Linked DNA regions of Sus scrofa: region 2 is linked to region 1. The links are chromatin contacts, called in public HiChIP or PLAC-seq maps. All regions are on one chromosome and are shown on one strand. Each heading gives the region's core, a stretch centred on a gene start, on an enhancer-like site or on the middle of the called end of the contact. The rest is flanking DNA. Distances are from core to core; before and after follow the strand shown.

The links. HiChIP or PLAC-seq counts read pairs in DNA pulled down with a chosen protein or histone mark.
Region 2: a contact with region 1 is called in an H3K27ac HiChIP or PLAC-seq map of alveolar macrophages. The contact joins two enhancer-like sites. A contact is called at or near these places in 2 of 47 Hi-C or Micro-C datasets (embryonic fibroblasts and epiblast stem cells) and 1 of 2 datasets of contacts at active chromatin or transcription factors (alveolar macrophages).

Annotation. Positions count from the first base shown.
Region 1 is chr16:33,886,916-33,892,281 of Sscrofa11.1, reverse strand. No RefSeq gene overlaps it. Among named protein-coding and RNA genes, the nearest start is that of SNX18, 110 kb to the right of the region's middle. Within about 2 kb of position 3,206, at least 26 of the 83 cell types and tissues checked have an H3K27ac peak or open chromatin away from gene starts, as enhancers often do. A contact at or near this core is called in alveolar macrophages, where this site is marked.
Region 2 is chr16:33,963,315-33,968,680 of Sscrofa11.1, reverse strand. No RefSeq gene overlaps it. Among named protein-coding and RNA genes, the nearest start is that of SNX18, 190 kb to the right of the region's middle. Within about 2 kb of position 3,175, at least 4 of the 83 cell types and tissues checked have an H3K27ac peak or open chromatin away from gene starts, as enhancers often do. A contact at or near this core is called in alveolar macrophages, where this site is marked.

The sequences.
Region 1 (5,366 bases), core at 1,957-4,456:
ACATTTTTTTTTAATCCAACAGTAACTAGGCAAATCAATGCTTAAATTAGTACAAACTGGTGAAAATAAGCATCTCTAAATTGATTTTTCCATATATTTGCCTGGAGGCAGACACAGTGTAGGAGGAGTTGGGTTGTTGCCAGGCCTAAAGCATTTTTCTGAGCTCCGTCAACTTCTATTAATGGGCATTGACGCCATTCTGGCCCTGAGCCAGCCGCCCAACGCACTTAGATTTGTTAGACAGGCTGACTGGAGGCAGCCATTGCATCAGAAATGTGGCACCACACACACACACCACTGATTCAAGCCAAGCACCTCCAGAGAGAACTGACTTCCTGTGACGCCAGCAGAGAACAAATGGCCTGTGCCCAAGTGGCCTCGTGATGAAGAGGGGTGAACAACCAGTGGCCCCTCCCCAGGCTTCCACAGCACCTCTCAGTCACAGAACTCCTCATGCTGTGAACAGCCAAAGTAGACATTGACCCAAACACCCTGGGAGACTTTAATTCCATTTCATTTAGTTAATGTGGTATGCTCACAAATATATTTTTAAAGATACATTGCCTTTTTCTGAATTCTCTGCTTTCCCATTGTCCTAAACTCCATTCCATAGTGTGTCCCAGCATTAATGCCACAATGGCATGTGCCCAAAGTACTCCTAGGATAGTGAAGAAATCGGAGCTCTTAAGCCAAAGTGGGCTTGTGTGTTCAACATCCATTTTCCATTAGAGCATGAGAGAGAGAGGGAAGAGAGATGAGGTAAGCATTAGATGTGATGTAGGATTCTTAGACCTGAAAAACTTACACATAATGAATGAAATTGAACAAATCCACAAAAGTGTTGGAGTTCCCATCTCAGTGCAGTGGAAACGAATCCAGCTGGGAACCATGAGGTTGTGGGTTTGATCCCTGGCCTTGCTCAGTGGGTTAAGGATCTGGCATTGCTGTGGCTGTGGCATAGGCTGGTGGTTTCAGCTCAGATTCGACTCTTAGCCTGGGAACCTCCATATGCCTGGGGTGCAGCCCTAAAAAAAAAAAAATGTTGTTTTATAAATGTCACAAATCTAACTTGCTAATATAAAATGTTAATAGGGAAATTGAGTATTTACATTTTAAAGAAATCTAAATCCTTGCATTTAAAACTTTGAAAATATAAAGTTTAAAAATATATTTCATATATTATGTAATATATTATTTTATACACTATATATATATACATATATATATACATATATATATATATCTTCAAAAGATTTTCTTCAATAATCTACAACCTGAGCGACAAGAGGGCACATTGGAGGGAGTATAGAGGAAACAAGATTATAGCTTAATATTTGTTGAAATTGGATGATGGATACATGAATGAATACATTATATTATCCCTTCTTTCATGAATGTTTGAATTCTCCATAAAAAAAGTTTCAAAAATAGATACTTCCATTATGTTAAGAACTTAGAAGAAGAAATATGCATGCGTATGAACTCTAGTCCTGGCCACTTTTTTACTACGAGTGTATGTATACCTCGTTGCTGAAGAGTGGCATATGTTACTAGTGCTAAAGAGTGTGGTCTTCCCATTTTGTAGGGCAAGTCCGTATTGACGTGTGTCAAGCACATGCTTCAGAGGCTTTCCTTTCAGGGGGATGCATGATATTAGGCTGACCCATGGAGAAAGCAGACAGTGGAGAAGGCAGACAGTGGCTTCTTCAAACTGAGTCGGAGCCAATGGACCCATGGTTTTGGAAGAATATTTTTCTTTTTGCGATGATAGAGTAGTCAGTGCAAGTTCCAGGTTTGATCTGTGTAAAAACTCCTTAGTCATCTGTGACACGACGTGGGGACTGACAAGCTCCTCTGCACTGCACATTGCCACACCCGTCACTGCTGCCAAAACAGCAACAGCACCCAGCATTCTTCCTCTGAGAGTACCTATTAAGTTTCCCCCTCCTCTGCCTCCCTCTTAAGTGAGAAGTAGCAGTACCATCTAGGCTCCCAAACAAGATGCCTGGGAGCTATGAGCTATTCTTCCTCAACACCTGAATCTCCTTCATCTTCCAGGATTTAACCAGACTCCATGTTCTGCAGATTCTGCAACCTTCTTTTCTCTCATATTTAATCTCACCTCTCTATCCCTGTTGCCTATTGAAAGTTAAAACTCATTCTTCTTCACCTGGACTATTTCACAGCCTCCTACCCCTGTTTTCAACCCCTATCACCCACTTCAATGCTGCTGTGAAGATGAGTAATATGATCACATCACTCATTTTCTGGGAACCCCCTCAATGTTGCTCCACAACCTTCAGAATGAAGAATTTGCTTCTTAGTTTGGAACACAGAGTCAGCTACAACCAGGCTTCTGCCTACCTCTCCTTTTTTTTTCATTCCTGGTCCTTCCAAGTTCAACTGCTTATAGTTCCTAGACTGTGCCAGGTAGTGTCATATCTCTTTACCTTTGCTCCATAGTTCCCTCCTCCTGGCATGCTCTGTTACACCTATTCTCTCAGTGGACACCTCCATTCCTTTTAAGACTGAGTTCAAGTACCAAGCCTCAAAGAAAACTGTCCTGATCAGGGCAGAGGTAAGTGTGGGGTAAATCCAGCCCACAATCCACTCACCCAGTCCCTTGTGCTGGTGTAGTAACTACATAAGCCCAGAGGATAAGGCTCAAATTTATGAAAAGATACTTATGTGCTAGCTATAACACCCCCTGCCTAAGTGAAGTCTACTGCTCCCTCTTGCCTCCCCCTGTACTCCATACATACTGGCAGCCACTTACTGAACTTGTGGTTTAGTGGAAGCAGATGAGACAGAGATTTGAACCCTTAGCCCACTCAGGGCAATGCCATCTCTTTTCTGCCTCATAACTGCTACACCTAGCACAGAACCTGGCACATATTAGGCATGTAATAAATGATTATTGAGTAAATAAAGCCATAAGTGAAGCATTACTTCAGAGCACTATATTTTTAAATATTATGAGTGTATATATTTAAGGCACAATTTGCAAACAAGCCATGTGTTGGAACATCAGTATTTTACATCTGACAAAGCATGACCTGGTTCAGTGAGCTATGCTGGTAAATCTCCAGCTCATGACTAATGATCTCAAGATCCTCGTTAGAGACATCCTCAGGAAGAGGCAGAGGGTATGGCTTCAAACCCCTAGTCCCCAGCTCACTTTCAGAACAGCAGCGCAGCTGGGAGGGCTCACAACAGGAGGCCTGTTGAAAACCAGCTGTGGTTTTGCCCTGTGTTTGGATTTCTGTGCAGGGAAGGGCACTTCCTCCTGCATTTGTTAGAGCCAAATAACACATTCTGGGTGGAGAGGATTGCAGTTGTAAGCCTTGTTTTGGACACAGGAAAGGGCAGCAGCATCTTAGAACTTAGGTAATCACATAGCTTGGATTAAGAACTTGAGTGGCAGGCAACCAAAGATTGGCGATTGCTTTTGCTGCATCATTTTCTGCTGGGTTTGCAGTTTGAGGGAGGCATTGTTGGTCTGTTATGCTTGGCAATATACAGTAGTTAGCACTGGTTGAATACTTGCTAAGTTGTGAATTCTTCAGAAGAGAGGAGGGTAGAAAAAGATTCCAAGGCTCTCCTTGTCTTCGCCTTGTTGCCGTAACTCAGGGCAATGGGAAGCAGTGAACTGTGGACCCAGGCACTGTCTGGAGAAGTAGACGGATCACGAGTATGAGGCAAGCTGAGTCTTTGTCTGTTTCACTTCCATGATGGTATTCACCAAAAAGGCTATTTTAGTCTAGTTTAAGGAAGAAGAAAAATCAGACCCTAGAAAACTATTTAAGAAAAGCAGCAGGAAAAAAGAAGGAAAAAAAAAATTAAAGCTATATCCCTTGGAGAGAGAAATAAAAATTTGAATTTTGTTAGAAACAATGTTCCCATTCCCAATACTGTCAAATCCATAAAAACTGGGAAGAAAAAAAAATCTTTCTGGGTTTTTGCTTGCACAAGACATTTATTCTCCCTCCCATTTCTTAATTTGGCATTTTCTTTCTTCAAGTACCAAATCCAGTAAATGTTCTTTAAATGGAAAGAAAAAAGTATTAATAAATGCCAGAAAACAGTTTCCCAGCCAGTCAGCCAAACCACAAATATCCAAAAACGTGATTTCATTTTTATAATATAATGAACTGAAGAAAATCAAATAGAAATATAGAGAGAAGGAGAAAATGTAGTCTAAATATCTGTTGAAAGGATTTCCAACTTCAGGTTATTCAGAGAGAACAAATGAAGAGAAATAGCCAATCAATGACGGAATTCAGGAGTTCCCATTGTGGCTCAGCTGCTAATGAACCCAATTAGTATCCATGAGGATATGGGTTCCATCCCTGGCATTGCTCAGTGGGCTAAGGATCCAGTGTTGCCATGAGCTGTGGTGTAGGTTAGGTTGCAGATGCGGCTCAGATCCCGAGTTGCTGTGGCTCTGATTCTACCCGTAGTCTTGAAACTTCCATATGCTGTGGGTGTGGCACTAAAAAGACAAAAAAAAAAAAAAAAAAAAAAAAAAGAAAAGAAAAAGAAAAATTCAAAACCCTGTGTTGACAAAATTGAGAAGTTCAGAGAACTCTAAACCCTTATATAGGCTTCATCGGTCACCTACACTGAGTCTCTTGAAATATACACACTATTCAGCATCTGCATTTTCCTCAATCTGTAAAGTGGTCTCAAAGGGCCCATATTATGAACCAAGAAACTAAAACTGACATGAAGCAAAGATGTTAACGCTGGAATCTGTTTTTCCAAGCATCATCTCTTCCTTTGGCAAGGTTGATAAGCTGACTTAAGCCCACAGAGGTGGCCTCTGCAGCAAGATAGTCCATAACTACTCTGGTGACATCTGCTCCAGGTTTTCTCTAACCTGCTCCATAGCCCAGGAGTGAAGCCCAGGATTCCTCATCTGTTTTCCCAAAACCCCTGAGCATTTCTTTCTTGATGCATGTAAACAGTTACTGTAATACCATGCTTACACATCTCCCTCATTAGACTATGAATTTGAGAGCCACTGTGTCTTTTATATCTCTGATGCCAAGCATAGTGGCTGGAACATGAATTAACTAATTTATACAAAAGCTTCCTTTTTTTTGCATACAAAGAACTCAGGTCCCTTAAGTTGTTCTACGCTATTATTACGTAGTTCTCAATATGTTTTAGTACTAGTAAATAGGATGCATTATTCTTACATCTCTTGTAAACAGAGAAACTGGGGTACAAATACAATTACATCTAAACACATGCTTCTCTAACTTTAGTGTGCATGAAAAACATGGAGGGATCTTGTTAAGTGCAGATCCTTATTGAATTGGACTGGGGAAAAGCCTGAGAGTCTACTTTTCTAACAAGCTCCC
Region 2 (5,366 bases), core at 1,926-4,425, 76 kb before region 1:
TCAGCCTAGAGTACAGCTTCAATATGAAGCTGAAGCAATGATGGCCCAGGATTATCAAATGTACAACAAATGTGACCTAGGAGCTTGCCAAAATGTGAGTGTTTTTTAGATTTTGGAATCAGGAAAGGAGGAAGAAAAATGGGAGGCTGATTTACCATTTGTTTTGACAAAGAGAAAATTGAAATGAAGAAGTTCATCTAGGACCACGGTTTTTCTCATTTTCTTGAGTAAAAGTATATAACTCTTTGATGTGATAGAAAGAACACACAGATTGGGTTGTGCTCACTCTTTCCTTCAGCCCGTTTTTATGTTTCCATCCCCCTGCAGGGCCTTAGAAATATAACTGTCTGGATGGACCTAGAAATTATCATGCTAAGTGAATTTAGTCAAACAGTGAGACGTCAACGTCATATGCTATCACTTACATGTGGAATCTAAAAAAGGACACAATGAACTTCTTTGCAGAACAGATACTGACTCACAGACTTTGAAAAACTTATGGTTTCAAAAGGAAATAGGTTGGAGTGGGGGATGGGCTGGGGGTTTGGGATGGAAATTCTATAAAATTGGGTTTTGACAATGGTTGTACAACTATAAATGTAATAAAATTCATTGAGAAAAAAAAAAGAAATATAACTGTCAACAAGACAGTCAAAATTATGACCTGCCTCTTGGCAAATGAATCTCATGGTTCTGAGATCTTTTGCCTTTCTTGGTCTCATGTCCACATCTCTACAATGGGCCTGAGACCAGAGGGTGGCCACCATTCTCTGGCTTTCTTCTAGCTCTTCCCCGCAGGACCTCTAAGAGCAGACAAATTCTTATTATGGAAACAGAGGTCCTGGTACCTTCTACCACTCAAGAAAGGGCTGGGAGGCTGCCCCTGGGGCCACTCTCCCCCATGAAGGTCTCCTGAGGATCAAGGGAGAGGCAATGGTCTTCCAACAGGAGTTCCACATTCAGCTCACTCCTCTGGCTCCTCTGCTGTGCCTGGCCTCCTGCCCCTCAGCACTGGGTGCTTTGTGCTGACTCTTGCATGGCTGTCAGTACAGTGACTACATTCTGCTGTGCTGTGCATGCTTCAGGTTTGGCAGCCAATTAAAAGTGATTTCTGAGACTAGATGAAAAGGGGAGGAAGGCGTCTGATGCAAATCATGGCAGGAGGAGCTCCTGGTGGTAGAGGAGTCCAGGCTTGCTGCAGAAGCTTGTTCCTCCCTTGGGCCCAATTATGGCTCCAGCAGGCCAGCCTGGCCAACCATGCACATCCTGTGTCTTACGGCAGACAGCTGGCTGGGCACCTGAAAGATCCTGTCGTATTATCTTGGCCATGCAGAACTTACTTGTACCTGTAGGAAGTGTTTTTAGTTTCCCTGTACATCAACAGGGAGAAACCAAACTCCCAAATCCAGGATCTTTAAACTTTTTATGCTCTTTGGCTGTCTGGTGAAGCCTATTAACCCTTTCTCAGAAGAAAATTTTTTAAATGCCAAAAATTAGGATTTCTCTTGTGGCCCAGCGGGTTAAAGATGTTGTCATTGCAGCGGCTCATGTTGCTGCCATGGTGTAGGTTTGATCCCTGGCCGGAGAACTTCCATATGACATGGGTGCAACCAAAAAAAAAAAAAAAAAAAATCCCAAAAAAGAAAAAAATTGAAATACACATATAGGATTATAAAGGACATCAATTATATTGAAATTCAATTATCAAAATATTGAATTGTAATAAGACAATATACATGCTTCCTTATTAATATATTAAAAAACATGTTCTATAATTTTATAGTAGTGATGATATTTTGAGTCTCTCTCTGCAATAACTGTTTTATTTGATATAAAAGTAACAGTGATCTCTATTGAAGACAAAAATTCCAGGTCCTGCTAATACTACTGTGTTTGCTGCCTACTGAATTAGTTATCTGTTGCTACAGAATGCAACTTAGCAATTTACAAATAGCAGATATCATTGCACTCAGTTTCTGAAGGTCAGGTATCCAGGAGGAGATTTTGGATGTTTCTACTCAGTCTCCCGTGTGACTGCAGTCAAGCTATGGGCTTCGGCTATATCATCTAAAGTCTGGAGAATCCACTTCCAGGATCACTCATGTGACTAGTTCTCAATGGCTCTTGGCTTGGTGCCTCAGTTCCTTGTCACCTGAACTGAAGTCAGGGCAGCTGGCTCCCCTCAGAGTAAGTGATGGAGAAAGAGCAAGCACCCAAGATGAAGCTGCAGTCTTTTATAACCTAATCTCAGAAGTGGCATGCTGTCACTTCTGTATCCTATTGATCACACAGACTGACCCTGACACAAAGTGGAAGGAGACTGCACAGGAATGAGGTCAAGGAGGCCATGTGGAAGCCTGCTTACCACACCAATGCTCAAAAGGAAGGACATGCTAAATTTAAATTAAAACTGAGTAAAAATAGAGATGTAAATTTTTCTCATCTGAGTTCCTACACCCTGAATTTTATGCACCTACTTTAAATTTAAGTTAGAGCTTAGTAAAAATAGAGAGATAAATTTTTCTCATCTGAGTTCCTACACCCTGAATTTTATGCACAGACTCCAAGTTAAAAACTGCTGATAGATTGAGAGCATCTTTGTTTCCACACAGTTTCTTAGTTTAAAGAAAATCAAACCATGGGATAATCAAAATCACAGACCACCCTCTAAAAAACAGAGCTTTAAGGGTCTATGCGCAGGCCTGATAAGCTTTCCTTTTATTTGTGATTTGTTGAGCTCAAGATTGCTGGTACTCTTGGCCTTGCACAGAGCTGGACACATGGGAGATGGCATATGTTCACTGGATTCAGAGATCTTACTGTTTAGTGCATTTGGGATCAAAATATGTTAAACTCAGGAGGAACTTTGGAGACCATCCAGTTGATTTTTACAGGGAGATTATTCTAGCCCTGCTCCTGCCTGAAGACTGTACATGTTCTGTCCCCTCCGCCTAGAATGCACTTCCTCCAGATATGGCTCCATCTCTCTTGCTGCATATCTTTATTCAAATGTCACCTCAGTGTGACCTCCAATGGCCACCTGTCTAGAGATAAGCAGCCTCTCAGATGGCTCCAGTGATGCTCATCCCCTAGTCTTCATGCCCTTGTATCACCCCCTGACTTTGAGTGTGGGCTGGGCCTAATGACTCATTTCTAAGGAATAGAATACAGGAAGGATAGGGTGCCACTTCCGCAATCAGGTCATACATCATCTGGGCTTCCTTGCTGAGCCTCTCTGGTCCTCTCACTGTCCACTCTGATGGAAGTCAGCTCCCTGTTTTGAGCTCTCTATGGAGAGGGTGATGTGGCAAGGCTACAAGGGAGACTTCTAGCCAATAAGGAGCTAAGGCCTTTAGTCCAGCAATCTGCAAGAAACCAAAACTTTGCCAATAACCATGTGATTGATCTTGGAAGTGACTCCTCCCCCATCCAAGCCCTGATGACTGCAGCCCCTGCCAACACTTCCATGACAGTCTTGAGAGCCTGAGCCAGAGGACACAGCCAAACTATGCCTGGATTCCTGAGCCATAGAAACTGTGACGATAAATGTTGTTTTAAACCACTAATGTTGGTGTGATTTGTTATTCAGCAACTAGTAACGTGCTATCAAAAATCATAACCTGTCACTCCCACCTTGATACTTCCTACCTTTCACACCCACCACACATTTTTTTCTCCTTACTACTTTTCACTGGAAAATGTGTATGTGTATTATATATATACATATACATATATACATATACATACATATATATAGTTGTCTATCTTTCCCTTAGAATGTGAGTTTTATGAGGGTAGGTATTTTTGGCTAAAATGGTGCCTAGAACAGTGCTTGGCACAAATTTGGTTCTTAATAAATACCTGTTGAATGAGTGAAGGGGACCGAGAAGGGTCTTAGGATGGGGTATGCCTCGGTTAAGGTGGTATTTTAGAAAACAGCCCCTGGATATGTTAACTATATCCATACTACTTAATGCTTCTCCAACTTACAGTGACATTTCTCTCGATATCCCACCCACACCTCCAGCACTGTCTTTGATCTGGGCAAGCAAGGCCCCTTTCCTCACACATCAAGGGTCATCTTGTCTTGAAGTGTCCTTGTGTCAAATTTGTTAAGTCCCCTTCTGGTTCCTGGAACTGACCTAGGCCAACAGTGCTTCTGGCAGGTTGCCCCAAGCCCAGACTGGGTCCTAGGTAGCCCAAGTCTCAGTTCTCCTATACACTTTTTTTTTTTTTTTTTTTTTTTTGTCTTTTTGCTTTTTCTAGGGCCGCTCCCACGGCATATGGAGGTTCCCAGGTTAGGGGCCTAATGGGAGCCATAGCCACCGGCCTACGCCAGAGCCACAGCAATGCGGGATCCAAGCCGTGTCTGCAACCTACACCACAGCTCACGGCAACACTGGATCCTTAACCCACTGAGCAAGGCCAGGGATCAATCCCGCAACCTCATGGTTCCTAGTCGGATCCGTTAACCACTGTGCCACGACGGGAACTCCTCCTCTACTCTTGAAGAGATCCTCCTGCATAATCTAGGGTGGCCCCGTTCTTCCCTCATTTAGAATCCTTATTAGAGTTAACCCCTGTCAGTGATCAGAATGTATCAGGAAAATAAAAATAATTAAAAAGCATGTTATAGATTAAAGGAGACCCCCAACATGAATTTTGGTTGAATCCTGGTTTTAAAAAATTAGTTATAAGGATATTTCAGGGACAATGGGGGAATTTGAATCTGGACTGGATATTAGATAATCTTAAGGAAATTATTCATTTCCTTAGGTATGGTGATATACTACAGTTATGTCCTCAATATTAGGAGATGAATGCTAAAGTATTTAGGAGTGAAATGTCATGATATTTGTAACTTATTTTTAAGTGGTTCAGAAAAAACAGTTTTTAAAATTAAATATGTAAATATGTATACACACACAAATACACACGTGTATATACATATATAGTTAAACAGATTCAGAAAAAAAAATGTTAACTATTAAATACTATTGGTGTTAACTATTAAATAACTACTGCTGAGTGTATATGTGCTTATCCTACTATCCTTTCTATTGCTACATGTGTTTGAAAATGTTCACAATCAAAAGTTTCTAAATGTTTAAACATATATTAATTTCAAATAGAAAACTGGGCTTCAGGGAGGTGATGATAACCCAGCTAGTCAGTGGCAGGTGAGAACCTAGAGGACCAGGCTGCCAGTCCAGTTTTCTTTCTGTCACATCCAGAACATCCTTCCTTAATTTTTTCCCAGCTCTGAAACAAAGGCTCCACCAAAGTGATGAGTCAGGAAAGCTGCAAAGGATATATCCCTCTGTCTCCGATTCAATGGGGTCAGGGATTTTTATCAATTTCAAACA